Linked DNA regions of Mus musculus: regions 1, 2, 4, 5 and 6 are each linked to region 3. Evidence: chromatin contacts called from public HiChIP or PLAC-seq, Micro-C and promoter capture Hi-C data. All regions are on one chromosome and are shown on one strand. Each heading gives the region's core, a stretch centred on a gene start, on an enhancer-like site or on the middle of the called end of the contact. The rest is flanking DNA. Distances are from core to core; before and after follow the strand shown.

Region 1 (4,284 bases), core at 1,600-4,099, 680 kb after region 3:
AGCTCCCTCAGATCCCGGAGTTATGGGCATCTTGTGCCAAGGGAAGCCCAGACAATGGCTGCAAGCCTCACCTTACCTACCCATGGTCTCTGGTTTCTAAGCCACGAACAAGCAGCTTTTTAAAAGGCCAGTAGTTTGAGAAGAACCACCCTTATCTATAGAAATGCCCAGAATTCTAATTTGTTTGTTTGCTTTTGTATTCTCAAGATGGGGGGAGGGGGGTCTTGCTATGTAGCTCTGGCTGTCCTGGAACTCACCATGTAGACCAGGCTGGCCTTGAACTCTCGGAGCTCTGACTGCCTCTGCCTTCTGAATGCTGGGATTAAAGGCATGCAGCACCACCCCAGCTGATTATAATTCTTTGTAATGAAAACAAGAATGAGGTCATGATAGCTGTCCATGATTGGGAAAAGGGTGCTGGGGAAAACCAGAGACCCTCACCTGAGAGCAGCAGGTTTGGAGGATGCGCCCAGATCAGCCGCTGCCTCTGCAGTGACCCACAACAGGATACAACCCAGGCACTGCATGCTGGTACATTTCCTCCATCTCCACCAGCAAGGCTTCCAGGCTCTACTGGTCAGGCAGAACCCTGGCCACTGGATACATGGGACACAATCCCTGAGGGCCTGTTCAGTTACTCCCAGTGGCTGAGAGCTAGAGTTGAACCTCCCTGTCCCTCTTGTTCATCAAGACCACGCTAAGGTCAGAGTTTCTCCAGAGTCTCAGAACAAGGTCTGTGGTGAGGTTCCAAGGATTAGCCCATGAGCTCTCTCAGTGACCACGGGGATCAGGAAGGGAGCACTGAGTATAACTCAAGAGGAAGCAGGGGTGTCCAGGAGCACCAGAGTGGGCAGTGACCTTTCTATGTCTCAAATGCTCCGTCCTGCAGAGGACCTTCAGGCTGGGAACTCGACCTGTTCCACTTTAGGAGATCACAATGGTATGAATTCATAAAACACAACAGCACCCACCTGGGAAGCAGGTTAAGTCAGAAGACTTCTGTAACAGAAAGAGGACTCACAACAACAGGCCCCATATGTCAGTGAACTGAGAAAATCTGAGTGTCTGGAAGCAAGGCATAGACAGAGTCCAAACTGCTGCAAAACAGTTACTCGGTAGCTCTCCTGCTGGGCCCATTTACAAGTCTTTATGCTGCTGGTCCTGGCCCAGGCCCTGCCCCTCTCTTCACCCAGTCACAAGCCTCCGTCTTGCCTGCCTGGCCCCTCTGCAGTATTGGGGAAGGTTCTGGTTGGGGCTTGTCCAGCATCTGCTTTGGGGACCACACCCAATGAGCTACAATTAGATCATCCAGGAAGAATTTATCCAGGTAGTACCTGTTGGTCTTTCCTAGTGGGCAGGCAAGGCAAGTCTTGCACCTCATCACAGCCAACAGGTAGGTACCTTTGGCCACCAGCATAGTCCTGTCCTGGTAACTGCTGGTTCTCTGACCTGGCTTTCCTCTCTTCTTGAAGAGAGAATGGCTGGCAAATGATACAAACCTCCGGTCTCCCCTGTGTCATTTCTAGGCAAGCCAAACATCCCGGTGCCCCAGGCTGCTCCTCTGTGCAAGGGGACTTTAAAATGCTGCCTGGGACTGCTCTTATCCAAAGCCCTCTCCAAGCCAGCAAATGCCAGGCTCAGCAAACAGCGCCTGCTGTCCCCATTACCACAGCTAAGATTTATAAATAATTCGGCTAAACACCAGGTGTTCTCTTCCCTGCCGTCCACCTGCCCCAAGCTGCTTTAACAACAGCTGACTAGACAGCTACCTTGGTTTACTAAACTACAAAACAAAACAAAACAAAACAAACAAACAAACAAAAAACACTGCCCTGAAGTTGGGATAGTTCCATCACAAATGGGCAGTTTCAACACCTTGGGACAGAAACACCCCAAGGCCATGTCTGGGGGAGGCCAGCAATCCTCATCACGCTAAACTCAAGCCACTGCGCCTGGGGCCCCAAGCTATAAGGTGCGACTATGTGTCTCTATCTCATTTTTCCTACAGATGCTCACCTCTCCTGTGAAGGAGGTACCCTGCCTTGAGTTCCCGGGTTTGGAGCTAAGCGTGCCAATCAGGCAGCAAAGCGACCCGAACTCTCGTTGGCGTACACACGCGTCCGGGGGCATCGGAGAGCTGCGTGAAGGTACCGGGCCTCAGGGACCCGGGCATCCGCGCTCCTCGTAGGGACAAAGCCCGCCACTAGTGAGCAACTTCCGTGCTCCACGTTTCCCTCGGTCTTAGCAACAACCACCACAGCCACTGGATCTGTCGCTGAACAGACCCGCAGAGGCTCGCACCTGCGTATACTAGCAAACCTTTAACCTGGGCCGACAGCTCTAGCGGTCCCCCCCCCCCCCTCACGCTTTCCTGCGCCCCAAGTCCACTCCCATCTTCCCTCTCGCTCTAGCGCAGCGGCTCTGCCTTCCCCCACCCCACTGCAGACTTGCAGCTTCCCTCATGTGCAGTGAGAAGGGGTGAATTCTGCATCCGGCTCCCTTGAGCCCACTCTGTCCCCGCATTGGTTCCCCGGGATGTGTCTTCAGACAACGCACCCGGGGCTCCGCCGCGCTTTAGTCCAGCCTCCGCAAACACCTGCCGCGCTCCTGACGTCAGCAGGTCGGAGTCTGGCATACCTAGGAGGCATCTAGTACGGAGCCAGACCCTGTCCCCATCCTGGTCCGAGACCTCAAAGCAGTCCAGATCCCAGAGCACTCACCTTCCCACGAACCCGGCTGCCGCGCTGCGCCCTGCGCTCTGGACTACGCGCGCAGCCCACTCCCGCTTCATTCATCGCCCAAGCCGCTCCCGCAGGGATGGGGGTAGTGGCCTCACCACCGCCACCAATGGCAGCGAGGCTCGGGCGGGCCGGGGCCAGAGGTGACAGTAGCGAGGGCGCGCCGGGGCGGGGCCGAGCGGAGGGGCGGAACTTGGGCGGGTCAGGGACAGCACAGAGAGCGGGACTTAGCTAGTGCTTTGCACGCGGTGATTTCTTTCTGTTGGGGGACACTCTGGAGGTTGCAGGCTAGGAAAATATGGCTCAAGTCTCACTGCGTCGTAGATGCCACCTGCTCAAGCGTGGAACCGAGGCGTTGGAGGGCGCGAGTAGCGATCCCCTCAGGCGTGGGGTACAGCTCCAGCCCGGCAAAGGGATCTCTCCACTCTCTGCTCAGGTCAACCAGTGAGTTCAGTGCAACGGGGCGCTGGGCCAAACCACACCCTCACCGGAGGAGCCCACAGGGTTCCAGTTCCGGGTACTCTTGACCTGAGATGGAGAGAGAATATACCAGTCACCTTCAAATTGAGGCGTTCTCTGCTGTGCGACCTTGAACATATTTCTGAACCCCTCTGGGCCAGTTTTCGCATCTGTAAAACTAAGATAATTAGCCATACGAGTGTGATGGCTACTGCTTGTAAGCCTGTGGGTATTCGGAAGGCTGGGGCAGAAGAAGGGTCCCACTTTCATAGTTCTAGGCCAGCCTGGGCTACAAAAGAAACCCAGTCTCAGAAAATCAAGCAAACAACCTTTTTTATTTTTTATTTTTCTTTTTTTTTTTAATTTTATGATTCCAACACATCACTGAAGGAAATGGAAAACAGTAGCTGGTCTGAATTTAGCCAAGTAACAGCCGACAGCCACTAGCCATTAACATCATACCACTGACAATCAACAGCCGATGGCAGAAACTCTCCATATATGTCTCCCTTTGGGGTGTATTACATTTAATTGAAAATACATGTGAGCCAGGTGTGGCGATGTTCACCGATAATCCTATACATACATGGGGCTGATGCAGGAGAATCTTTAGTGGGAGAGCCACACTGGGCTACCTAATAAAATCCTGTCTGGATTTAAAAATAAAAATAAAACAAAACAAAACCAAGAACAACAACCAAAGCAAAACAATAGAAACAAAATAACCTTCCCCAACTCTCCAAGGCATCCAGAGTTTATAATCTGGACAGGGGAAGTAAAGGCAGAAGGAATCAGAGTCTGTGATCAGCTTGGGCTACACAAAAGTAAAGTTAGTGTGGACCCTGCTGTCAGCTCATGAGGACATCACTAGTCACAGGGTGCCTGGGGACAGACCCTCCATGCAGCCTCGGGAGCTAAGGCAGGGCTCTTCCTTTATGTCTAGAGAAGAGACTGGCTGCTGAGCTTAGTTCTTCCAGCCTGACTTGTTATTTATCAGCATGTCTTCCCGGAGTGGGTGTGGCCGGAACCTACTCATGTTCTATCCTGGGAACCTCTGGTGATGACTTCAGGGTCTAGGGTCTACTTG
Region 2 (4,428 bases), core at 1,765-4,264, 750 kb after region 3:
AAACCCTTTTCATCCCCACCGTTGCTTACACCTCCCTCAACGGAATGAGTTCTTTCCCATTCTTCCCAACAGAGGGAAGTCACATCCCAGACTCTAAGAAATAGCATCCAACTCTACTAACATCTTCTCTCTCCTTCCTGCCCACCTTGTCACCACCAAGGACAGTGAGGGTGGGGTAAGGAGACAGAATTCAGGAGCAGCTCCACCCACGAGCCATCAGGGACCCGTACCCCAGACTAAGAACCAGTCACATCCTTTTCCTGGGGACTTGAACAGCCCAGCTCCCTGAGGACAGATGAAAACAAGCAGTTTTGTGAGTCTCCAGAAATGAATCAAAGGGCTTACCTGGACAGGCGATGGCTCCCCTGGCAGGACCCTGATGAATTGTTTCCCAAAATGAGAGTCCCCGAGAGAAGGTCTCAGTGCCTCTTTCTTTGAAGTGAAGAAGAAAGATAGTGATCTTGAATTCACAGTGTCTAGGGGCTACTAAGAGGTGACCTACTCCTTGGCCAGCTCTTTGGGGCTCAGTCTGGCCTGAGAGTTGATGCCAAGCCAATGAGGGAGTTTCTATTCCAGCTACCTCCTTCTTTGGTCCCCTTCCCTCTTCTCGCTTCTGTACCCTCTGTCCTCCTGGTGACCTACAGTCTCCAACGCCATCCCCTGCTATGCAGCATAACCATGTAAGATGGTCGTAAGGAACCGCTCCCATGGAAATCTGGAGGCTATTTCTGAAGGGCCCTGTCCCTCACCTAGTTCCTGATCCATCAGTCCCTGATCAATAGTAGTTTGTAGCTACACAAAGGGGCTGTCCGCCTGTTTGCTGTACCAACTTCTGAAAAAAAAAAAACAACAAAAAAAAAAAACTATAGGCTAATTTGAAAAAAAAAAAGTTCAAGGGAAATGCTTGGGAAACTTAGTTATATTTTGTCTCTCCTCTTGATTTTTGAGATCTCGCCGCAAGTGAAGTGGAGGCTCCCTTCTGCCCTACCAACTTCTACACCCAGAGTGAGGAAGAAAGGAATGTGAAAAACAGAAAGATGGGCAGGACTTCCAGGTCAGAGCCTCAGCAGCAAAAGGGAGGCTATCCTCAGACTGAGAGAAAGAAGGGGAAGAAGAAAGCAGTGGTCTGGAGGGGGGGGGAGGAAGAGGAGGAGGGAGAAAAGGAGGAAGAGACTCACATGCCTGGGGACTCACCATCACCCAAGGTGAGCCTGCAGGTAAAGTGCTGGAACCCTGGAACAGGTGTCCCTGCAGGCGGCTACCTACAGAAAGAGCTGGAGACACCCACTGCAGGAGAGGTGGTGCAGGCACAGAGGGTCTGGCTGGGCTTGGACCTGGTGTGGGGCTGCAGGGCAGTCCCAGCTCCTGAAAGAACATTCAGTTCTTCCGTGTCAGCAGGACAATGTCTGTCTCTGGCATGACCTGACCAGCCCTGTCCCTGTGTGGAAACACCCCAGAGAGCATCCAGACTCTCCCATTCCTGGGAGGGCCCTGTCTCTGCAGAGCCTGCAGCATGTAGAGGTCCCCTGGTTGTGGCAGCTGTAGCTAGGCAGGGTGGAAAGAGGATTAGGATACTGAGAGAAGCTTGTGCAGCAGGAATGAGCGAGGGACAGAAACTGTGCCCATTTCCCATGTGGTTGCTGTTAAAATTTCATTTCCACATAGCCAAGGATAAAAAGGGCAGCCAGTCCATCAGCCTCAGCTTCCAGCTTCTGGAGGTACCCCTGGTGTGACTGAGCTCCCACTTAGGCTCCCTGAGAACTCTAAGAACAAATGCCTCTCTGCCCTCTGTCCCAACTCCCAGGTGTTCATGATAGCGTCTGTATGTCAAACAGAAAGTTGGGGGGACCTGAAGAGCAGAGATTGATTCAGTCTGAGCCCACATCTTCAGGAGCTGCTCATTCAGGAATGAATGAGAGTCACTTCTCAAAAAGTTTCCCACCTTGACAGGAAAGTGGTGTCAGTCACCTCCAAGTAGACCCCTCTGGCATCTGGGGTGGGGCCTTATCCTGAGCCCCCCCCCCCCTCACACACACACACTATGAACACTAGTTCAGCCCTAGCCCCAGCCCCAGCTCCAGCCCCTGGATGCCTGACACAGCACACTTCTGATCCTGGCAGGGCTGGGAGAGCTTCAGAAATCCAGAGTCCCAGCCCATGGACGGCCTTGTCAGCGCTCCTCAGAAATCCCCCACCCGCAAGCACTCAAAGGCTTTGTGGCAAGTTCCAAGGTAAGTTTAGCCACAATCTCTGGTGTTGCCCTCAACTGGTTAATCTATTTCCTCAGCTCCCGTGCCAACCCCCTAGAACAGCGGACGCCATCCACCCTGCCCTCCACCAAGCATCCAGGGGCGCTGCTTTCTTGCAAAAAGCCGTATGTCAAAGTTCTGCATCCCGGTTGGACGCGCCCTCCCAACCCTCCCAGCCCTGCTGGCTGCTGGCTCTGCAGTTTTCCAAATGTAGATGATGCTGGGAGAAACTCCAGGCGCCCCCTTGAAGCCACGCGGCACCAGCACCCACAGCACCCACCTCACCGGAGGGCACACCCCCACCACTGCCGATAAGTTTTCAGGGGCTTTCCTAGCTGGTGGGCAGCTGAAGCAGCCAGCTGAGAGGGACTCACCAGGGAGCCCTGGGCGCCCCTCGGGCTGGGCTGGTGACCGCGGCAGCCGTGGCGGCGGGCGCAGGGTCGCGGCTCCCCGGGAGATGCTGCAGCAGCGGCAGCAGCGGTAGCCACCTCCTCCCGGAGCCAATCGCAAATGCAGGGGTGGGGGCGGGCCGGAGCTCCCATTGCGTCCGCACTTGGTGGGGAGGGGGGGGCAGAGAGAGAGAGAGAAAGAAGACACCCCGACTCCGCACCCCTGCCCTTCCCCCAGCCCTCCTGCAGCAGCGCAGACTTAGCAGCAGGGAAATCTTGAGAGAGAAGGAGGAAGGGGGGGAGAGAAAGGGGAGGGGAGGGTAAGAGAGAGAGAGAGAGAGAGAGAGAGAGAGAGAGAGAGAGAGAGAGAGAGAGAGAGAGAGAGAGAGAGAGCGCTGATGCAGAGTTAAGGAGACAGAGCCCAGCTGCACACCTTGCCCGGCCGAAGCTGCAGGAAGCTCCTGCACCCTCAGCCCTGTCGGTACCAGGTAGAGGTCAGAGCAGAACAAAAGGGAAAAAGAGAAAGGCCCCGCGGGTATGCACGCTCACACACGCACGCAGCCCCACAGACCAAGATTCATGCATGCAGGGGGAGGGGAGGGCAGAGACGGGATGGCCTGACCCAACGCTGGTGGGGCAAGGGGCCCTTGGATCAGGAGCGACCTCACCTTGGTAGTTCTTATATACCCCGCCAAACATCCCAAACACGCGGCCCGGCCAAGTGGCCCCCCTCGGGCTGTGCGCCCTGACCATATTTAGTCAAGCAGGGGAAAAAATAGCATGTCAGCTGGGCCGAGGCTGGCCAGGCAGCAGGGAACAGGGTGGGAGCCCCGGCACCATTGACAGCGGTCCTGGGTTGCCCCGTCCCCCTCCCAGCCCCTCCCTTACGAGCCTGCTACCGGCTGTCCCTGTCCGAATCCCCCTGCTATTTTTAGCAAGGCCCAGTACAGAGGTGCCTCCTACCCAGTGGGCACTGGCCTCTCTCTGAGGCGACACCAACTCATTCCTGAGTGCCCTGGGGAGACTGGAGTTACTCCAGGGAACAGGGCCCAGGGAGGGAGATGGGTGGCTCCCTGGCCTTAGTCCCCTAAAGGCCCATGTGGGCCAGGGCCTCAGTGTCTCCAGAGTGATACCTTTTTGCTCAGAAGTGGGGTTGGGTCAGGTGGCAACAGAGCCACTGGTTTTCCTGGGGATCCTAAGCCAACCCCAGGTCATGAGAATTGCAGGTCACCTTGGGCAACAGAGAAGGCCAACTCAGTTGTCCTGTCTCCTCCAGAACCTTGGCATCAAGGGTGTGTGGCTTGGAGACCCCCATATCCACAAGTACACTTGGCGATGGCTCCATTTTGTTCCCACCTGGGTTGTATAAGAAACACGGCTTGGGAACATGGCCCCACTGGGCTGGGATTCCTGAGTCCAGCAGCCTGGGATTGGCCAACTATCCCCTTTGAGCAAAGTGACATTGAGCGAGTCTCTACCACCCTGCTACTGTCAAGTACAGGCCATTGAGACGACTCTGGGACTATGGGTGGAAGCTTCAAGCTCCTCAGAAGGCATGAGTGTCCCTGTGCAGTGCATGGGCATCCAAAGACTTGCTGCTGTTTTAGAATCCACTAGAAAACCTCCTTCCTCCTGTACTCAGAGAAGTGTCCTCTCTGTACTGGCTAATCTGTCCTCACAGGAGCAAGGAGAAGCTCAGCTGGGGCTACCATGCTACCCTAGGTCCCCTGGATATTGTGATTATGTGTGGTTAGGCATGGAAGCACAAGCTCATAACCCCAACATTCAGG
Region 3 (4,740 bases), core at 1,396-3,895:
TATGAGGTGCCATGTGGTTTTGGAGATTGAACTCAGGTTCTCTGGAAGAACAGTCAATGTTTATATATATATATATATGAACCATATATGTACATATATGAACCATATATGTATACATATAAACCGTATATGTGTGTGTGTATATGTATTTGTATGCACACAGGGTTTCTCTGTGTAGCCATGGCTGTTCTGGAACTCACTCTGTAGACCAGGCTGGCCTCAAACTCAGAGATCCACCTGCCTCTGCCTCCCAAGTGCTGGGATTAAAGGTGTGCGCCACCACTGCCCGGCAGCTCTGAATTCTCGATATTCCTTCTGTCTAAGCCCCTGAGTCCTGGGATCACATTGTGAGCCACTGTGTCTGGCTAAATATATTAATTTTTAAAAAGTGCTGGGGATGGGACCCAGGATATAATGCATTCAAAACAAGTACTTTTACTACTAAGCCATGTCCCCAAATTATTGTTTTGTATAGGAAGGGATATATTGAAGGACTACTTCAGGGGCCGCGGGTACTGGCAAAAACTTTAAACTGCTCTTTGACATGGTAGGAGTCAATGTGATCATGTGGGGGGTTTTTGGTTTGTTTGTTTTGTTTTTGTTTTTTGTTTTTTGAGACAGGGGTTCTCTGTATAGCCCTGGCTGTCCTGGAAGTGATCTTGTGTTTTGATGGTCCAACATCTCTGCCTGTTGAGCACGATGAGCAACATCATGTTGTTCAGCAATAGCTGAGCAGGGAGCCATCGTCATGGAGAGAGGAACAGGCTGATCTCCAGGCGGGCTGTCAAGGAGGTGCTGAAGGGACAGCGCCCGGCTGAAGGGTGATTCTGATGTGGGCTGCAAGCGCTTCAGCCTGGACCAGAGCTCTCCCCAGCTGGAGCTGGGCTATCATATGCATCTGAATTTTTTCCACCACCTCTCTCTGGAATCTTGTTAATGCAGTCTTGGCAAATATGGCCTGAGCCTGTAAGCTTTCCCTATCTACTTTTAAGTAAAATGAAATTCCTGTTGCTTGCTTGCCTGAGTGTACACGACCCACTTTCCTGGATCTTCGGGAGGCCAGCTGAATGCTGGTAACCAAGCTGCTGACAGTGCATGGCCCACAGGTGTGCAAGACGTGGTATTAAAAAAAAAACCCATAAATGATTAATGAGCCAGCTTCCTGGGAAGACATCTTAAGCAGAGGAAGGAGGGAGCCGTAAGCCACAACGAAGGAATCACTTTCTAGAACCTTCTGAAATGTGGTAAAGCTGTTGGTACAAATAACATAGGTAGAGAGCAGAGCTCTTGGGAATGCAGAGATCTCTACACCAACTTTACTCTCCCATGAACTTTCCCAGTGTTGTGTGTGTGTGTGTCATACTCTACAGTACCAGAAAGTTTGTGGGCTCATAACGACTTCAAGGGTGTGTCCCCATTTTCCCCCCAAAAGAGAAGATGAGTAAGTTTGTATCTGTTGGTGTTATGGAACTCTAGAGAACCTTGACCTTTGCCTTCCTTTCAGTGCCTCCTCTTGGAACACATTTCCTTCCTAGGGAACCAGAACCTTTTATCCCTCAGGGCTCTGACTCACCCCATCCCCAGACAAAATTTCTGTGTGTTCTGGCTGTCCTGGGACTCTCTCTGTAGACTTGGCTGGCCTCAATCTCACAGAGGTCTGCCTGCCTCTGCCTCCCAAGTGCTAGGATTAAAGGTTTGCAGCACCACTGCCCGGTTTGGGCTCTGATTGTCCCAGGAGGGTGGATAGAATGAGCTAGGCTCTTCCCAGTTGCCATCTACGATCTGTAATCACTTATTTAGTTATTTTAAAAATACTATTTTGAGATTTGTTTATTTTTACGTTATGTTTAGTGGGTATGTTTTGCCTGCGTGTATGTATGAGTACCACAAGCTTTCAGTGCTCAAGAAGGCCACAAGAGGTCTTTGCATTCTCTGGTATTGGAGTTAAGTTCCTAATGTCATGTGGGTACTGGGAACCAAACCCAGGTCTTTTCAAAGAACAGTCAGTGCTCTTAACTACTGAGCTATCTCTCCAACCTGACTTATAAAACTTACAGTTCTTTTACAGAGACTTGAATGGAAGATGACCCAGAGGTGATGGTAAAGCCAGCCCGTGCAAGGAGTGGGCAGCACTTCCCTCCCCCCACCCCACCCACAAACACCTTGTACCTAAGGCCTCTTCTGACTGGGTGGGCCAGGCTGGTGCCTCCTCCATAACCATGTACAGTTGGCTCAGTAAGCCTGGAGGTGGGCAAGGATTCTGCTCTAGGCACTGCTCTGGTTACCCTTAGAGAGCCTGTACAAATTTCCCTGCACACCCAGAGGAAGTGCTGGGCCTTCCTCATGTCTGGCCCTCTTGATGCTAAGAGCCAAGATCCTTGTGGGCTGAATCTTTAACACCGAACTTGACAATGGCCAGGATCCTTCCAAAGGTGTCCACTTGCCGACTCCAGGTCAACTCTGGTGCTTTGCCCTCTCAGCGGTGACGGCAGGGCTGGACTCCCCCTCAAGGATTACCGGGCTAGGAGAGCAGGAAGGGTTGTCCTGTGAGGCAGTACACCTGGACCAGCTCTCCCTGCCTGCCACTACAATGGCGTCGTAGGGGTTAAGGCGGGCGGGGCGGGGCGGCGGGAGGAGCCCTCGCGGAAGCCGGCCAGGCACCGAGGCGCGCGCGGAGCCGGGTGGCCGCAGCGTCCCCGCGCGCGGCCGGGCCAGGTAGGAACGCAGAGCCGCAGCCGCCTCGCCATGCGGCTGCCGGACCGGAGGCCTGGGCTGGGGCCCGCGCCACCCCCCGCGCGCCGCCCCCGCTGAGCCCGCGCCCGATAGGGCGCCGCAGGCACCATGGTGCAGAAGTCGCGCAACGGTGGCGTGTACCCCGGCACCAGCGGGGAAAAGAAGCTCAAGGTGGGCTTCGTGGGGCTGGACCCCGGCGCGCCCGACTCCACACGCGACGGCGCGCTACTCATCGCGGGCTCCGAGGCCCCCAAGCGCGGCAGCGTTTTGAGCAAGCCGCGGACGGGCGGCGCGGGAGCCGGGAAGCCCCCGAAGCGCAACGCCTTCTACCGCAAGCTGCAGAATTTCCTCTACAACGTGCTAGAGCGGCCCCGCGGCTGGGCGTTCATCTACCACGCCTACGTGTAAGTGGCCCGCGATGTGGTGAGCGGTGGGCCTGGCGAAACCCTGGCCGGGCCGCGGGTTGATAGCAGGCGCAGCTGCGGTGGACTGAGGGGCCCTGGTGTGCGTGTCCGCGCGCGCGCCTGGTTCGCGTCGTGGGCGTGGGGTTTGGGTCGTGGCATTGCAGTCTCGGGTTAAAGCAAAGGATAGGGATTGGAGAGTGACTTTGGAGATCATTCTGTAGTCAGGGACTGTTTTATTTGGGGAGGGGGAGGGTTACGGCCGCCAGGCTGGGTTGTACCAGCCCTTCCCCCGCAGGACGGGATGTACTGGCGCCCCAGCCCCCCTCAGCCCGAGAGGCCCCTCCCCACGGCCCGCAGCGCGGAACAAAGGGCCGCCTAGGAGGGAGGGCGGCTCAGCTCTAGGTCTGAACTCATTCGCCCCTCTGCATCCCCGTGGGTTCTCTCCGACATCCAAGTAGGGGCAATGCAGAAGATTGGCCTCATCTCAGTCATCCTCCTAACCTCTTGCTACCTCTCTGAGCTTCCGGGTTGCAGAAATGGGGAGGGGACATAACATCCCATCACCTCAGCCCTGGCTGAGGGCAGTTGCCTGTACTCATCTCCGGAGGCCCACTCTCCTGTTCTCTACACTCTAAGTAGTCCCTTTGTACCTGCTGATGATCTCGCTACACATTCTGGGCTTTAGATCCTTGAGAGACTATTATCCCCCAGTACTGCCAGCTTTGGGCCTGGAAGGGGCTGCTCCTGTCCCCAAGTCTGGGACTCCTTCTGGGGCAGAGCCAGAAAGAGTCGAACCTGTTTCACGCATACATGAGTGTGTGTGTGTGTGTGTGTGTGTGTGTGTGTTTATGTTAGTATGCATAACCTCCCAATGCAAGGACGCTGGCTCTCCTATTCCAGTAGAACCAGGGACAGAGGAGGAGCACTAAGACTCGGCCATTTTGTATGAGAAGCATCATTTGGGGATGGGAGTGAGACCCATGTTCAGGAAAAGTCTCTATCGAGGTGCCCACTTGTCCTGGCCTTGGTAGGATATGTGTCCCATGAGTGGGCCTGGGAGTATTCTGCATGTGATATGTGAATAGGTTTGGGGACAAGGAAAGGTCCATAGAAGGAAATTACTGGATGCCTGCAGAATGATGTCCTGGGGGTCATCACAACCTATGAGTAGTGTGTGTGTGTGTATGTGTGTGTTCCAGTGGATAGTCCTGAAATTCTCCAAGGCAAAGGTTTCACCAATAAGGCTGTCCAAGGGAAGCAGCCTGTAGTGTCAGCCCCTACCCCCCTCCAGAAAGATGAATTTGATTCTCCCTTGCCCAGGGTCCTGTGCTTTTCTTTAATCCAAGGAAGAGTCCATGTGTCCCTAATGGTCCTTTTGCTGTAGCCACCACCTCCTTGCCCTCTTGGGGTCCAAACATTTCTACTTTGGCTGGCTGTAGACATCCAGCCAGGTCCTGGTCTGAGGTGACTCCTGGGACACAGACAGGATGAAATCCTGTGTCCACAGGGCTGGGTGTGGATGCCCAGGCTGGCAGCATTATCTAGGAATCTTTGGGGGGAAGGGTCTGTAGCCTCTATGGTGTCCTGTTCTATCCCTAAGTCT
Region 4 (4,318 bases), core at 1,511-4,010, 860 kb after region 3:
GCCCAGAGGTAGCTGTCACAGACTGTTGCCTGCACAAGTCAAGCCACACGACCTGAAGATAGCTCGGAATAGTCAATGCCCATAAGCTCCGCCTACATCCAGAGGGGCTGGCCAGCCAAGTCTCTTCTCAGGTTTCTGGGAAGCTCCTCCCATCTGAAGGCAGGGCGGGGAATAGGGGAGCCTCAGCCTAGCCCTGCTTCTTTTTCTGGGCAAGGTCCCCACCTCCAGAGGAGATGGAGGTCCCAGACTTTTCCAGGCTAGGAAGGACGCTTCAGTCAGCGCGGTCTCAGGCGCCCCCTTGTGGAGTCTTGGCAGATGCAACCAAGACTAAGAATTAAGAATCAGCCCTGAACCACTAGATCCTGATGGTATTGAAGAAACTTAGGGAAATACCTGTGTATGAAGTTTAAGAGCTGCCATTTCCAGGGCAAAAACAGGCACTGTTGGCAAAGCACCAGTCAGGGTCCAGTGTGGGGAAATAAGGGAGAAAGAAGCTGCCTTGGGGAGGTCAAGGAAGGTGGCACCTGAAGCTTAGATTTGGGTTTTGAGGGTTGAATAGAAGTGTGCCAAGCAGGCAAAGTTCCTAGCATGCTCTTATAAGCATCTAAATATGTGCCAAAAGGTCAGGGTGAAAGCCAAGGAGAACTCACTTGACCATAACTGAGTGAGGAAGGCTGGAGCTGGCCAAACCAGGTAGAAGGACTACAGCATAAAAGGGAACTGTGGGTATAATTGTAAGAGCCTGAAACTTCCAGAACTGGAGAAACTGTCACTGGGACTGGGTGAGGCCTGGGCTTAACAGAGTACCATTCTCTACTGAGCACACCTGAGAGGCCCGAAGGACAAAATTCCAAGGGACAGCCAGGTGTGTGTGTGTGTGTGTGTGTGTGTGTGTGTGTGTGTGTGTGTGTTCAATCAGTTACAAGATTCTTCAGCTTTTTCAAATTTGAATAAAACACAAGCTGTATGTTTTATCCACTTTGACCTCCTGGTCAGGTTTGGTCTGTGAGGGAAAAAAACCCACAGTACCACACCCAGGAAGAGGCCAAGTTCCTGTTTAAATGTCCCTCAATCACCTCACAGGTTTGTCTGCCAATATTGGGGTCTAGCTCTAGGGCTATGTCCACACTCATGGTACCCTGCCAGGAGCACACCTCCTTGTCATCCCTGTCAGACAGTGGCTTCTGTTAGCCACGATCAATTACCCATCCCAAAGCAGCTTAGTCATACAGCTAGCACCTCATACTACCAGAGACCAAAACTCAGAAAGGTAAGCAGCCTGAGTGTGAAGGACACCACCCCAGGTCAGCAGACACCATGACCCCCTGACAGAAATTACTCTCTCTGGGAGTGCCCACCACTCAATGGACCAAGCCCTGCGTTCTACTAGACAGGAAAACTGTCCACCTTGTCACTGGTTCCTGGCAGGGTAGCTAGGAAAAGGCAGTGGAGAAGAGGGGGGTCAGAACAGAGTAAGGGTAAGCCTACTTGTTCAGGGATGACAGGGAGATGCCATGGATAGAGGGGGGTGTCTGACAGAATCAGCCTGCCTGAGCCTTAAAAGCAGGGAAGGAACTGGCAGTATGAACTCCTATAGGTAACACTACCGATGGCTTCTCCCAAGGAAAGAAGCCACTTCCCAGGGATCTCTCTCCCTCAACCAACTCCACTCCAGCACCCATTTTAAGCAGCCACAGGACCAGAGCAGGCAGTGACCATAGACCAAAAAGAACATTGGGGAGATTTTCCTTTGTGTTTCTTCAATGATCCATCAAACACTTTAAAGACAAGAAGTCGCCGGGCAGTGGTGACGCATGCCTTTAATCCCAGCACTTGGGAGGTAGAGGCAGGCAGATTTCTGAGTTCGAGGCCAGGCTGGTCTACACTATACAGAGAAACCCTGACTTGAAAAACAAAACAAAAGAAAGATAAGAAGTCCACATAGGTTGGGAGCTGGAAAGAGCAGGTGATGGTAGGGTGAAGACTCTGTACAGGGAAGGGCCGACATACACACACGGTACTGAGCCAGAAGGGTTTGTATACTCGAGTCCTGGACATCCTCCACGAAGGAAACTGAAACTCCAGTATCATGCAGACTCAAGACCACGTCCATGAGGCAACTGAGATGTCAGCTGCCCTCAGACCATAGACGGGTGTCTTCAGCAGTCAGTGAGGAGGCCAGGCGGCACAGCCCGGAAGTTACAGGCTCTGGTGGAACATGGATGGATACCTGCCCAGAAGAACCCCAGGGCTGAGGGAACACCCCGGAGCAAGTGACCACAACAGGCCCGCACCCTGAGTCTGCAGCCCATAATGAACATTCGCTGAAGGGTGCCCTGTACACCGAGTCCTGGACGGGAGAACAGGACACAGGTTCCGTGCACCTACCGACCTTGCCGTGTTTAGCCACGCCAAACCTACAACAGACAGAAGACTCTAGGACTCAGGGGAGCGCCGGGGCAAGCCACATATCGCTAGCCGATCGAAGGGCTCAGAGGAGCCTCATTTGCATGCAGGCGCGCCGCAACCAATGGACAGGGACCGCGGAACTATATTTGCATATGGGCGCGCCGCGGCCAATGGGCGGGAGCGACGGGGTGGTATTTGCATACAGGCGCGCCGCAACCAATAGACAGGAACCGCGGAACTATATTTACATATGGGCGCGCCGCGGCCAATGGGCGGGAGTGACGGGGTGGTATTTGCATGCAAGCGCGCCGCGGCCAATGGGCAGCTGCGCGGCGGCGCGGCGCGGCGGCGCACTCGAGCATGGCCGCGGCTGCGGCGGGAGGAGCCCCGGGTCCGGCCCCCGGCCCCTCCAGGCCCGCGCCGGCCGCCCGGAACCCGCCGGCCGTGCCGCGGAGGCGCGGGGACTCCCGGCGCCGTCAGGCCGCCCTCTTCTTTCTCAACAACATCTCCCTGGACGGACGGCCCCCGAGCCTGGGTCCCGGAGGCGAGAAGCCAGCGCCGCCGCCGCCACCGCCCACCGAGGCCCGCGAGGCGCCCGCGCCGCCGCCCGCTCCACCTGGAGGCCTCCCGGGGCTGCCAGCCAGGCCCGCGCCCCAGGGCCTGCTCAGCCCCACGACGGCGCCCGCCGGCCTTGGCCTGGACGGGCAGCGCCAAAGGTGAGTGGGCTGGACGGGGGCGGCTGCACGCTGGGGTCAGGGTGGTGGCCTAGAGGCCTAACCAGCACTCCGGCTGTGTGACCTATGGCCTTGGCAGCCCGGGGCACCGGTGGTGGTGAGCCAGGTCCCTCCTCCCAGGTTGTGGGGTAGTTGACCTATGGGTTCGGGTAAGCCACAAGCTCGGCAGACCTGGACATGGTTGGGATGAGGTGGGTCCATTCACCCCGCACACAGGTATGGTCACCTGGTACCCATCAACTTAACACTCAGAGGTCTGGGTGAACCGGAATGGTCAGCCCAGGACACAGGGTCAAGATGACCAGCCCAAGATCAAGGTGTCGGGTAATTAGGGAAGAGGGTTCTTCAGCCCATAATGCAGGAGCCAGGGTGGTCCAGGGATCCTTCATTCTGGTACTTGAGGGCCCATCACCGCAGCGTGCAAGAGTCAGAGAGGCTCGCAGTCCCGTCTGTCCTTGACTGGGACTGAGGTGATGTGGCAGCATCAGTCCAGAATACAGGAGATGAGTTTGGGATTAACTGAAGCTGGTCAGCCTCCAGAGGGAAGGGATAGTCCCACTAAAACTGTCAACTTCTGGATATGGGGTCAGCTCTTTACCTTGAAAGTCCCACTAAAGCTGTCAGCTCCTGGATATGGGGTCAGCTCTTTACCTTGAAAGTCCCCTGAATATGGATTTCGGAGTTCCCTTGGTCTAATTGACTCTAGACACATCCCTCCCCTGGCTACCCTACACAGAGACTCACAAACACTTTTTACAGGCTGTGTGCCCAACTCAGCTTGTGGGCCAGGGTCTTACCTACCTGGTCTCATCTCTACTCGGCCTTATACACCTGACCACCTCCCTGCCCTCTGTCCCACACCTGCTGGACTCAGGGTCTGCAACATGTAACTGTTCTGCCTCCCCTGCCTGGATCCTAGGATCCTTCATCCTAGCCCAGGACAGCTCTTATTCCTCACTACTCCCCCATTCCCTGGCTATGCTTACTTCCCAGATGGCCGTAGCTACCAGCACCATGTGGGTCTCAGCCTGCTCAGCTCCCTCTTGCATTCTCAGCCTTCACCTAACGAGTGACAGCGGGAGCTAAGTCTGGACACTGAGGTCCCTTCTGGGCAGGCCCCACTGCTATATATCCGAGCTCCTGCCAGGTGGCTGGCTCCCAGGTGTGGGAAGCCC
Region 5 (4,703 bases), core at 1,665-4,164, 560 kb before region 3:
GGCAACATCTTCCCCCGATGACTGAGACCTTGGCGTTCAGAGACCCTACGGTTACAGCAGCTCCCCACCCTCTCATATAAAGTTCTCTTCCAAGGGTTCTCTGGTATTTCCCCTCTTTTCCCCCTGGGCCCCCACAGGAAAAGACAAACATGGATGCTGCCTCTCCTTCAGCCACAGCCACAGAAGCAAGGAGATGTTGGTGGGTGGGCACTCCTTTCTCCCAACAGCCTGCAAGTGGTGCCCTTCAGTGCCATTAGATGTGGGAGGTTACTAGTGTGGAAAAGCACAGGGATGAGCCTGCCTAAACACCAGCACCCCCGGAAATCTGGGCTGTCTCCAAAGTTAGGGTCATTCCATCTGAGGACTGGGGTGGCATTCTGGGAGGGGGAAATGAGTGCAAAGCCAAAACTGGCCTTTAGAGAGTCCAGTTGTGCCCAGATGACCAACAGGTTGAAAATGGGGTGCTCTCTCCAAGATCCCTGGATGGTGGGACAGAAAACCCTCCCACTCCCTTTCACCGGAAACAGCCTCCTGTGCCCACTCATCCACCAGACACAGGAAGGAAGCTACCCATCCCATTCTGACCACTGGACTCTGAAAAAGCCCCTCATTTCTGGGCTGCTCATCTTCCTCCTCTCCACAGCACTGGTTCTTTGCAGAACCTGTGGCCTCTTGGCCTCTTGGCTCCCAGTACTTGTCCTCCTTTCCAGCCCCTCTCCATCAGGCTGCACAGAGGTGGAAGCTGCAGAGAGATAGACAATTGTCTGCTCCTGCATGGGGGCTCCCACTAGCTCTGCATGAAACAGAGAACAGGAGGGAGGAAGAGATCAAAACTGTGGTCCAGAAGGCTCTTACTTGCTGGTGACCAGTTCCCAGGGCTCTGTTTCCTCAGCTGGTCTTCTCCCGCTGCACATGACCCTTCTCACTCTCTGTCCTGCTGCTGCTCTAGGCCTTGATCCAAGCCCAGACTGCAGCATTCACAAATCAACAGGAGCTCTCAGGAGGAGGGGAGGAGATTTCTGACAGTGGGAAAGACCACAGAAGCAGGGAAATGGTAGGTTTGTACACAGGTATGGACAGGGAAAAGGAGACAGTCTCTTCATCCAGCAAAGATGGTTCCTCTCACACACAGATGTAGATCTCTAATGACCGTCAATTAGACCACATGATAGCCAATGCTGGGCTCCTCTGGCCAAGCTCTAAACCCCAGAATTTTGTCTCTTAGAGATTTGCTAAGTGAAAATTTTCATCTACTTTGTAAAGTCATACCACTGTTTCACCCCTTCTGACCGTGCATTTCTTCCTGAGGGTTACTGGAATATGCCTAAGGTCATTGCAGTCAGTGTCCCACACAGCGAGTAACCCACATAAGCACTTCAGAACAGGGCTGAGAACAAAGACAAAGCACTCCAATGACACAGGAGCGCCACACCAAATGTCAGACCAACTTAAGAGCACCTCTGGATCTGTATACCAGTGAGGGACTAGGTGTACAGAGGCAGCTAGGAAAGCCGGCATAGGATCCCTCTGTCTGAAGGAAATCTTGCAGGAATACAAAACCTGTGCCCCACGCACCATCAGGTGGGGCTTGTGAGGACCTAGGGGCACTGCTCTCAAGCAGAGTTTATTGGGCTCCAGTTCAATTCCCGCTGGCATCGCGTGTTCAGTGCTCCTGCTCTCCTTCCTGGGTTTAGAGGCATTCTCTGTGCTTAGGGAAAGATGCTAATTGTGTGGTAAGCAGATGTAAGGTGGCAGAGAACAGGTAGACAGGCAGGTAAAAGGAATTAAGAGGAAAGCATACTGACTTCTACCCACGGTCATGCCCACACCAAACACTGCAGAATCAGGTTTGGTTTGTGGCCTCCATCAGGTACTCATCCATGTCTACTGGGCCTCCATGTTCTGACCTGTGTCTACCTTAGGAATATTATCTAAACTAAAGTAACTTCCTGTTCAGATGTGCTTAGCCTCTACCTTACTTAGGAAGCCGCCAGCGTGGCAGCCAAAGGGTTCTGTGGTCAACTCATAAAGCCCCCCTCAGAGCCTGGGAGTCTCTCACCCATTGTTCTCTCTTCATCCTGGACCCCTCAGCATCATGGCAACATCCTGTCTCCTCACCTTTCACCCCATCCCTTTCTTGCCTGTCTCCCATTCTAGTCCACTGCAGTCAGTTCAGTTAGTCTGCCTCTGCCCCACTGCCTGAAGAACTCATGTGAAGGATCTCCTTTGCATCCCTGACTTAATATGTATGATGTAGTATGTGAGCATTAACAACTTGTGTGACTGTGTGTCCTGTGCTGGAACCACGAGCCCCAACGGACCACTATGAACACTGGCCCAAAGCATGCTGGGATAATGAACTAACTCAATTTTATACCCAATGACAAAGGATCTGAAGAGTTGACCAAAGAGCAAGGCCATTTGTGGTAAAGGCTATCTTGGAGCAGTTTGAGAGTTCAGAAGGGACTCAACCAGGCCCCAGAAACATTCGGGGTGATTTGATGTAAGAACTTGCTTTACGCTGCAGTCCCTGAACCTCCCTTTCGGGCAAAGTTCGAATGCAGAGTGACAGACTCTTAATGCTACGTTACAGACTAGCCTCAGAAAGGCGAAGAGTCGGACCAGACGGGGCAGTACCACAGGCCAGTCCTTCCCACAGGCCTCTTCTAATCCTGGCGAGCCAAGTAGCACACAGGGCTCAGCTCTGGTGTTCAACATAAAGGTTGGGAAAACCCAGCTAACAAGAATGGAGCGCCGGCTCAATCCACTCTCTGTACGACTCACCCCTCAGGGTCACCATGCCACGCTACCGCGGGACGACACGCCAGCCGCGGGTGGGGCACAGGAGCCGCCGCGGGGCGGGGCACTGCGGGCGAGCAAGCGCTGGGGCTCGAGGAAGTCCCGGCCCCTCTCTTTGGGGAAGTACCGCGGAGGCGCCTGCGCACTGCGCCCCCTCCCCGGCGACCAGCAGGACTTCGGAGCGCGCGGGCGGCGTGACTCGGGGACGCGGCGGTGAGTGCTGCGCCGGACCGTGGACGGGCCCTGGCGATATAGATGCCGGCTCTGTTCCCGGACTTCAGTGACCGGTCCACGTGGATCTAGGTCGCAGTAGGACCAGACCCACCCCTTGCGCGTGGGGGAGGGAGAGCCGCAGCAAGGTTCCCCTTTTTCTTCAGCTCAGAGCGTTGAGAAGTGATTGCTCAAAGGTGGGGGCCGGAAGAACCCAGGTTTCCGCGTCTCCTGCCCGCTAGCTTGGTGGGGAGGGGCCAGACGAGACTCCCGACCTGCCACCTTACCCACCCTTCGAGTTGGGTCCGCTAGCAGTTGGCCCGGTGAGCCATAAGGGTGAATGCTGCATCCTCGGCCCCATCTGAGCGGGGACTCCGTGAGCCTTTCTACCTCGTGCCCGGGAGTACGTCTTGCTGTCTGACTTAAATCCCTACTGCTTTAGAGCACGCCCCTTCGGCAGCCAGGGTGGGGCCCAGTCCGAACCTGGCCCTCCCGCCCCCATCTGCCTTTAGGTCGCTGGTGAGTTGGGCGCCATGGCGAATTCCTTAAGAAAGGGGTGGGGGCGCCAGAGACAGCAAGAGGGACCGTGAAGGGGAGACCAGCCTTCCAGACAACCCCACCTGCAAAAAAGCAGGAACTGGGTGGGGGCCTACCATTCCACAGGTGGGCTTGGGCAGCTGGGTTCGCCATGGTGAGAGGCCGGCCCTGCCATGGAGGTATAGGTAGGACAATGACAGTGTTGGATGGAAGTGAGAACGGATCCGGTCAGTCCTCCTCCCAAAGGTTATGACTTTTTTCCTGGAATTTTTTTGGTCTGGGTGGGCTTGGGCATTCTTTTTGCTTCTGTAGAGCAACACTGACAGCCATTCACCAGAGAGCTTCTATCCCCAGAGACCAGATTTGCTGAATCTGGCCTCTTAGCATAGACTTGGGAGGCCAATACCTGGGAGGCTTGGGGAGGAAAGGAACCCTCCAATAGGCATGTGGAGCAGGACAACCCTGATTCAGACTCTAGGCTCTCCTTGCCCAGAAAGGAGGCAGTAGTGAAGAGCACCCTGGACGACATGGGTGGTCCCAACTGACCTTTGATGGGTGCAAGGAGCTAGAAAAAGGGGCAGGGCACCCAGCGTACAGACCCCATGTCCAGTCGGCTGACTGGAGATGGACCCCATGAGGAATGGTCTCTACAGGGTGACAGGTGAGGGATGATTTTGAACAGCATGGAGACCTCAGGCTACCCCACCCCTTTTCCCTAGAAACTCAACTGCTGGAAAGTACAACCCAAGCTACTTGTGTGTCCTGATTCGCTTGCTTGGAGACTTGAGAACCCACCATCTCAGAAAGCCTCAGGTGGTGAAGCTGCCCAGTATACAGAGATCAGACAGAAAGAGGACTAAAAGGCCTCTTCTGAATGAAGGGCTACAGGAGGGTAAATTTCACTGAGAAAATGTGTGCCCCAGGCTGATGAGAGGAAGGTAGACAAAGCAGAGGCTTAAAGCGTGGATGGCTTCCACCTGGACAGAAGTGGGCACAGGCCGAGGAGAGAGGAAGCATTCAAAACTGCCTCCAAGGTGCTGATTGGATGTTGTCGGGGGAAACTGGAATTTGAATCAGTTTTCAGTAGCCTAAGAGATTCCTAGAACCCCTATGAAGGTATGGTCCAACATCAAGAATGATAAACCATAGGAAATTCC
Region 6 (4,162 bases), core at 899-3,398, 550 kb after region 3:
GACAGCACCTCTGTGCGTAGGACATGGGTGAAGAAGGAGGGGCAGGAGTGGGCAAACCCGCAGGTGCAAGTGTTGCAGGAGTCACATGTCAAAGGGGAAGAGAGGTGCCACAAGGCAGGTGGGTGTTCCAGGGGCTAGGGTGTGTATAGTAGGCGGGTCCAAGGACAGGGGGCTGCAGAGGTGGGGGGGTGGGGGGGAATGGAGGCGTTCCCTGGGGTAGGAGTGTCTCAAGGGCAGGGAAGTCAGGAGTGTCCCCAGGGAGAGGGCTTCTCGGGCAGGAAAGTCATAGGCTCTTAGACTAGTAGGGCACCCCAGAGTGGGAGGCCACGTCCCGTGGGAGGTCGCAGGCTCCGCCAGCCCGCCCGACGGTTTATCCCGCCCCACCCCCACGCCGGTGCGCGGCGCGGCGCTCACCGACAGGCTTGTGGCCCAGCATGGCGTGGAAGAGGCACACTTCCACCTCAGGGCTCCACACCACCGTCTCCTCAGCAGGGCTCGGGGCTGCCTCGCCTGGGCCCTTGTCGCCTGGGGCGCCCGTGCCGCCCACCTCGGCCTCCCCCATGGCCGCCGGCGATTGACGAGCGCCCGGCGCGAGAAGGGGGAAAATACTACAGGCTCCGCGCAGGCGCACTTGGTGTGGAGGGCGCGCACTCGCCGGGCTGGAGAACGCCGCGTGCCCGCGTCCGCGCAGGCGCAGCGAAGACTGGCTTCCGGTGCAGCAGCGACTCCTGGTGGTTGAACCTTTTACTGCCTACGGCTCTGTCCGGAGAAGGCGAGGGAACAAACCTTATGCTTTAAAAATGCACCAGATGGGCGTGGTGACACACTCCTGTAATTCTAGCTCTCGGGAGAGAGAGGCAGGAGTTCTGAGTCAGCCAAGTCTGCATAGCATGACACACACGGCCCAAAAATCTGGGCTTCACCTGGTTAGGTAATTTGGAAAAGAACTCAGCTAGAAGTGAAGGTGTGTCTCTCCTTGCCAGAGATAAATTGTACAATATGTAAATTACATCTCACTAAAACTGTTTAAGAAAAATAGTTTAAACAACAACAGCAGCAACAACAATAACAACAACAACATCCCATGGGCTAGTGAGATGGCCCATCTAATAGAGATCCTTGTGCACAGCCCATAACTGGAACTCCACCCCTGGATCCTAGAGCTGGCAGGAGAGGAGCAATTCTTAGGAGTTGTACTCTAGAGCTGGAGACATGGCTCAGCGGTTAAGAGCACTGACTGCTCTACCAGAAGTCCTGAGTTCAATTCCCAGCAACCACATGGTGGCTCACAATCATCTGTAATGGGTTCTGATGCCCTCTTCTGGTGTGTCTGAAGATAGCTACAGCATAGTCATATAAATAAAATAAGTAAAAAAAAAAAAAAAAGTTGTATTCTAACCTCTATATGTATTCCATGGTATATGCACACTTGCACACACACACCATAAATAATTTAAAAATTTAAAGCCCAACAATCACATTTTGTAGGAGTGAAGCTCTGTATATCTTTCAGTAGCCCTGACCTGAGTGCACGACAGTCCCAGAATTAAGTGCTTCCTTGGCATCAGAAGACAGAAATCCAGGTCCTGTCGGCCTTGCTACCTACCTGTACCTCCATTCTGTCCCTACAGTGGATCCACTCCAGAAGTGGTTGGATGATTAACTCAGACTGTCAGAATTTCAGGCAGGTGTTAGTAGCTCTACATGGGATTGGATAGGGCCAAGGGCTGGGCACAGCAGCCTTAAGAACATGGTTGCTTCTGGGCCTGAGTCACCCCAGTCAGCTGTGCCATGGGTCCTACCCTGCCACCCATCCAGGTTTCATTACTTACCCATTCCTCAGCCATTGCCAGGCATCAGAATCCCTTTTCTGACTGATGCCTCTCAGACTAAGATGTTGAGAACCTTTGTTCTCCTTTGTGCTATGGGGCCACTGTAGCTCTGAACTCTTGGGTCTTGATAAGGATCACTTGCTGGCTGCCACAAGCCTTGAATCCAGTCCTGACACTCCACTTGCCCCTCATTCAGGCCTGTAACCAGACAATGCTCACAGCAGGGAACCATGGAGGGTGCTGGCTCTGACCTGTCTCATTGTCTGGGACAGCTCAGAGCTCAGAGCCAGACAGCAGTCTGTGGCCAGGCTTCAGCTTTCCCACTGTGAAAGCGTAGCTGGTGGAAAAGTTCCCACAATGCCACAGGGGAGGTGTGGCCCAATAAAGCTTCATAAGGGGGTGTGGGGTCACTGCTATCATGTGGATATGATGCAGCTGGGAGTTATGATCTCACAGGGGCGGTGCCCTTGCCTCTGCTTGGTTGGCATGCAGAACTTGGCTTAGTTACTGTACGGCTGGGTGAAGCATAATCTACCATCTGGGACATGTCATAAAGCAAGTTCCCAACCTAAGAGCTGCCACATATTAAGTGCCCAGGAGCTGATTGATAATATCCTGGTTATTCTCTGAATATCTAAGGCATGGTAGACTCTGCTGCTGACTGCTTCTGGTTCCGGTCCACCTTAGTCTCACCCCTACCAGGTAGGATACTCCTTCAATTTGGAGTGCGTCCTTCTTCAGGGAGCTTCCCTATGTAACCCTCAACCTCATCTATCCTAGCTGGTCCTCTCTGGTTTGTGCGATCTCTGTACTCAGACCACATCCTACCAGCCATGACATTTGCAAACATCCGTCTGTTACTTCAGAACGCGTGACTGGCAATATAGACTTGATGCCTATAGACAGGTTGGATGGTTTAGGAGAGAAGGATGACTTCATTCTTTCTCTCCACGAAGCCACAGCAGGTCTCTGCAGAACTCTCTGTTAGGTAGTAGGAAGTAGCTGAGCATCAAGGTCAGCAGCTAAGACCCCGCCTACTATCCCACGCTAACTTCTTATTTTCATGAACATGTAGGCTCTCTAGTCCAAAAGCATGAATTAAGAGGAAGCTGTGCTTGTTCGTTTTGTAGCGCTCCTGTGATTATCACTCTCTAACAAGGAGCTGTAGAGAAACCATTAGCCCATGATCATGTGTGTGATCCCGTAGCTTCAAAGTGAATTCACACCTGTTGGGAGCTGAGAGGTTCCTTCAAACCTGATAGAAGGATTTCTTTGGTCTGGAGCAGGTGTCTGTGTGGCACACCACCAACTTTCTGTAGAAATGGCTGGTGAAGTTTGCCCAGATTTGTCTTCTCCGTGAGGTCTTCAGGTGGTTCCAGGTGGCCAGGATATAATCAGCTTTGTAGCAAGACTCCTTACTTCCCAGATACAAAGTAGACAATGATATATATCTACTAGCCAACTGGTCAAGTCCTTTCTCATTTGTTGCGACTCCTGCTGCTTAAGTCTTTTATACAAGATAGATACAAGTGCTGGGATTCTTGATCCTAGTGTGAAGGGTTCAGACTGGGCTCAGGTGAGAAATAAAGGCCATAGAAATGCTCTCCTTCATTTAATGAATATACAAGCCTAATAGTTTATACACCAGTCTAGTTTACTTTGACCAGTGTGAACTATTCCCCAGACCATGTCTAGGTCTCAACCAACTGTTATTTCTTATTCAAGGTCTTATGTATCCCAGGTTGGCCTCAAACTCATTCTGTGGCCAAAGATTACCTTGAACTTCAGTCCCCATTCCTCTACCTCCTAAGTGCTAGGGTAGCAGATATCTGCTGGTATATATCCTGGGGATTGAACCCAGGGCTTCATACATGCCAGGGAAGAACCCTACCAACTGAGGTGCATCTCCAGCCTCCTAAATGGCATTGCTTGTCTGAGGATCTGATGTTGTCTCTGGAAGGAGGTGGTCACTGTTAACTAGAAGGAGCCTATCTCCATTCCCAAAGGAACATTTCTCTCTTGGTCACAAGAACTGGATTCAATGGGAGGAGCATTTGTAAAGGCTCTGGTCAGATGCCATCCATCTGCCTTTGGTCACATTGTCTCTTTGCAGACTGCATCACTGAAGTGGTAAAATTTCCCACAGCATGACTGGCCCCATTTTGTTCCCTTAGCACATACAGGAGACCCAGGACTCTAGAGGACAAGCTCTACTTTGGAGTCAGCCTGCTGTGGATCCTGTTCTGCTGTGTTCACCTGATGGTAATGGGTCATCCTCTGGACACCATCTGAACACTAAGAACAGCTACGCTGTCCTCTCCTATGGGCTG

Evidence for each region. Promoter capture Hi-C pulls out the DNA fragments that hold promoters and counts their contacts. A called contact is a pair of places that touch in the nucleus more often than the background predicts. HiChIP or PLAC-seq counts read pairs in DNA pulled down with a chosen protein or histone mark.
Region 1: a contact with region 3 is called in a Micro-C map of embryonic stem cells, with 5 times the contacts expected there. The contact joins the promoter of Slco4a1 here to the promoter of Kcnq2 in region 3. A contact is called at or near these places in 2 of 39 promoter capture datasets (the 3T3-L1 cell line and liver), 1 of 484 Hi-C or Micro-C datasets (embryonic stem cells), 2 of 115 datasets of contacts at active chromatin or transcription factors (bone marrow-derived macrophages and embryonic stem cells) and 1 of 9 other capture datasets (embryonic stem cells).
Region 2: a promoter capture Hi-C map of stem cell-derived epiblast-like cells shows a contact between it and region 3, with 6 times the contacts expected there. The contact joins the promoter of B230312C02Rik here to the promoter of Kcnq2 in region 3. A contact is called at or near these places in 11 of 39 promoter capture datasets (the 3T3-L1 cell line, the C10 cell line, HPC-7-derived erythroid cells and 6 more).
Region 4: a contact with region 3 is called in a promoter capture Hi-C map of liver, with 3 times the contacts expected there. The contact joins the promoter of Cables2 here to the promoter of Kcnq2 in region 3. A contact is called at or near these places in 5 of 39 promoter capture datasets (the 3T3-L1 cell line, embryonic stem cells, liver and 1 more), 1 of 484 Hi-C or Micro-C datasets (embryonic stem cells), 2 of 115 datasets of contacts at active chromatin or transcription factors (embryonic stem cells and large pre-B cells) and 1 of 9 other capture datasets (embryonic stem cells).
Region 5: an H3K27ac HiChIP or PLAC-seq map of embryonic stem cells shows a contact between it and region 3, with 2.8 times the contacts expected there. The contact joins the promoter of Rgs19 here to the promoter of Kcnq2 in region 3. A contact is called at or near these places in 1 of 39 promoter capture datasets (liver), 3 of 115 datasets of contacts at active chromatin or transcription factors (embryonic forebrain, embryonic stem cells and fetal liver) and 2 of 9 other capture datasets (adipose tissue and embryonic stem cells).
Region 6: a promoter capture Hi-C map of liver shows a contact between it and region 3, with 2.8 times the contacts expected there. The contact joins the promoter of Mrgbp here to the promoter of Kcnq2 in region 3. A contact is called at or near these places in 10 of 39 promoter capture datasets (the 3T3-L1 cell line, cranial neural crest, embryonic stem cells and 4 more), 1 of 115 datasets of contacts at active chromatin or transcription factors (stem cell-derived neural progenitor cells) and 1 of 9 other capture datasets (embryonic stem cells).

Annotation. Positions count from the first base shown.
Region 1 is chr2:180,454,810-180,459,093 of GRCm38.p6, reverse strand. Slco4a1 (solute carrier organic anion transporter family, member 4a1) reads right to left here and starts at 2,849. Exons shown (of 12, transcript NM_001355218.1): 1 at 2,721-2,849.
Region 2 is chr2:180,384,471-180,388,898 of GRCm38.p6, reverse strand. B230312C02Rik (RIKEN cDNA B230312C02 gene) reads left to right here and starts at 3,014. Exons shown (of 7, transcript NR_040745.1): 1 at 3,014-3,126. It overlaps Mir1a-1hg (Mir1a-1 and Mir133a-2 host gene), which reads right to left and starts at 3,295. Exons shown (of 4, transcript NR_045331.1): 1 at 2,624-3,295; 2 at 1,195-1,365; 3 at 346-432.
Region 3 is chr2:181,133,194-181,137,933 of GRCm38.p6, reverse strand. Kcnq2 (potassium voltage-gated channel, subfamily Q, member 2) reads left to right here and starts at 2,645. Exons shown (of 17, transcript NM_010611.3): 1 at 2,645-3,137. The coding sequence starts at 2,842.
Region 4 is chr2:180,271,907-180,276,224 of GRCm38.p6, reverse strand. It overlaps Cables2 (CDK5 and Abl enzyme substrate 2), which reads left to right and starts at 2,760. Exons shown (of 10, transcript NM_145851.2): 1 at 2,760-3,125. The coding sequence starts at 2,770. It also overlaps a transcript of Rbbp8nl not described here.
Region 5 is chr2:181,692,188-181,696,890 of GRCm38.p6, reverse strand. Rgs19 (regulator of G-protein signaling 19) reads left to right here and starts at 2,914. Exons shown (of 6, transcript NM_026446.4): 1 at 2,914-3,012. It overlaps Lkaaear1 (LKAAEAR motif containing 1 (IKAAEAR murine motif)), which reads left to right. Exons shown (of 4, transcript NM_199023.3): 4 at 1-96. The coding sequence ends at 21.
Region 6 is chr2:180,579,208-180,583,369 of GRCm38.p6, reverse strand. Mrgbp (MRG/MORF4L binding protein) reads right to left here and starts at 2,148. Exons shown (of 6, transcript NM_028479.2): 1 at 1,833-2,148; 2 at 415-759. The coding sequence starts at 562. Gm30144 (a long non-coding RNA gene) reads left to right here and starts at 1,502. Exons shown (of 5, transcript XR_001783605.2): 1 at 1,502-2,534; 2 at 4,007-4,094.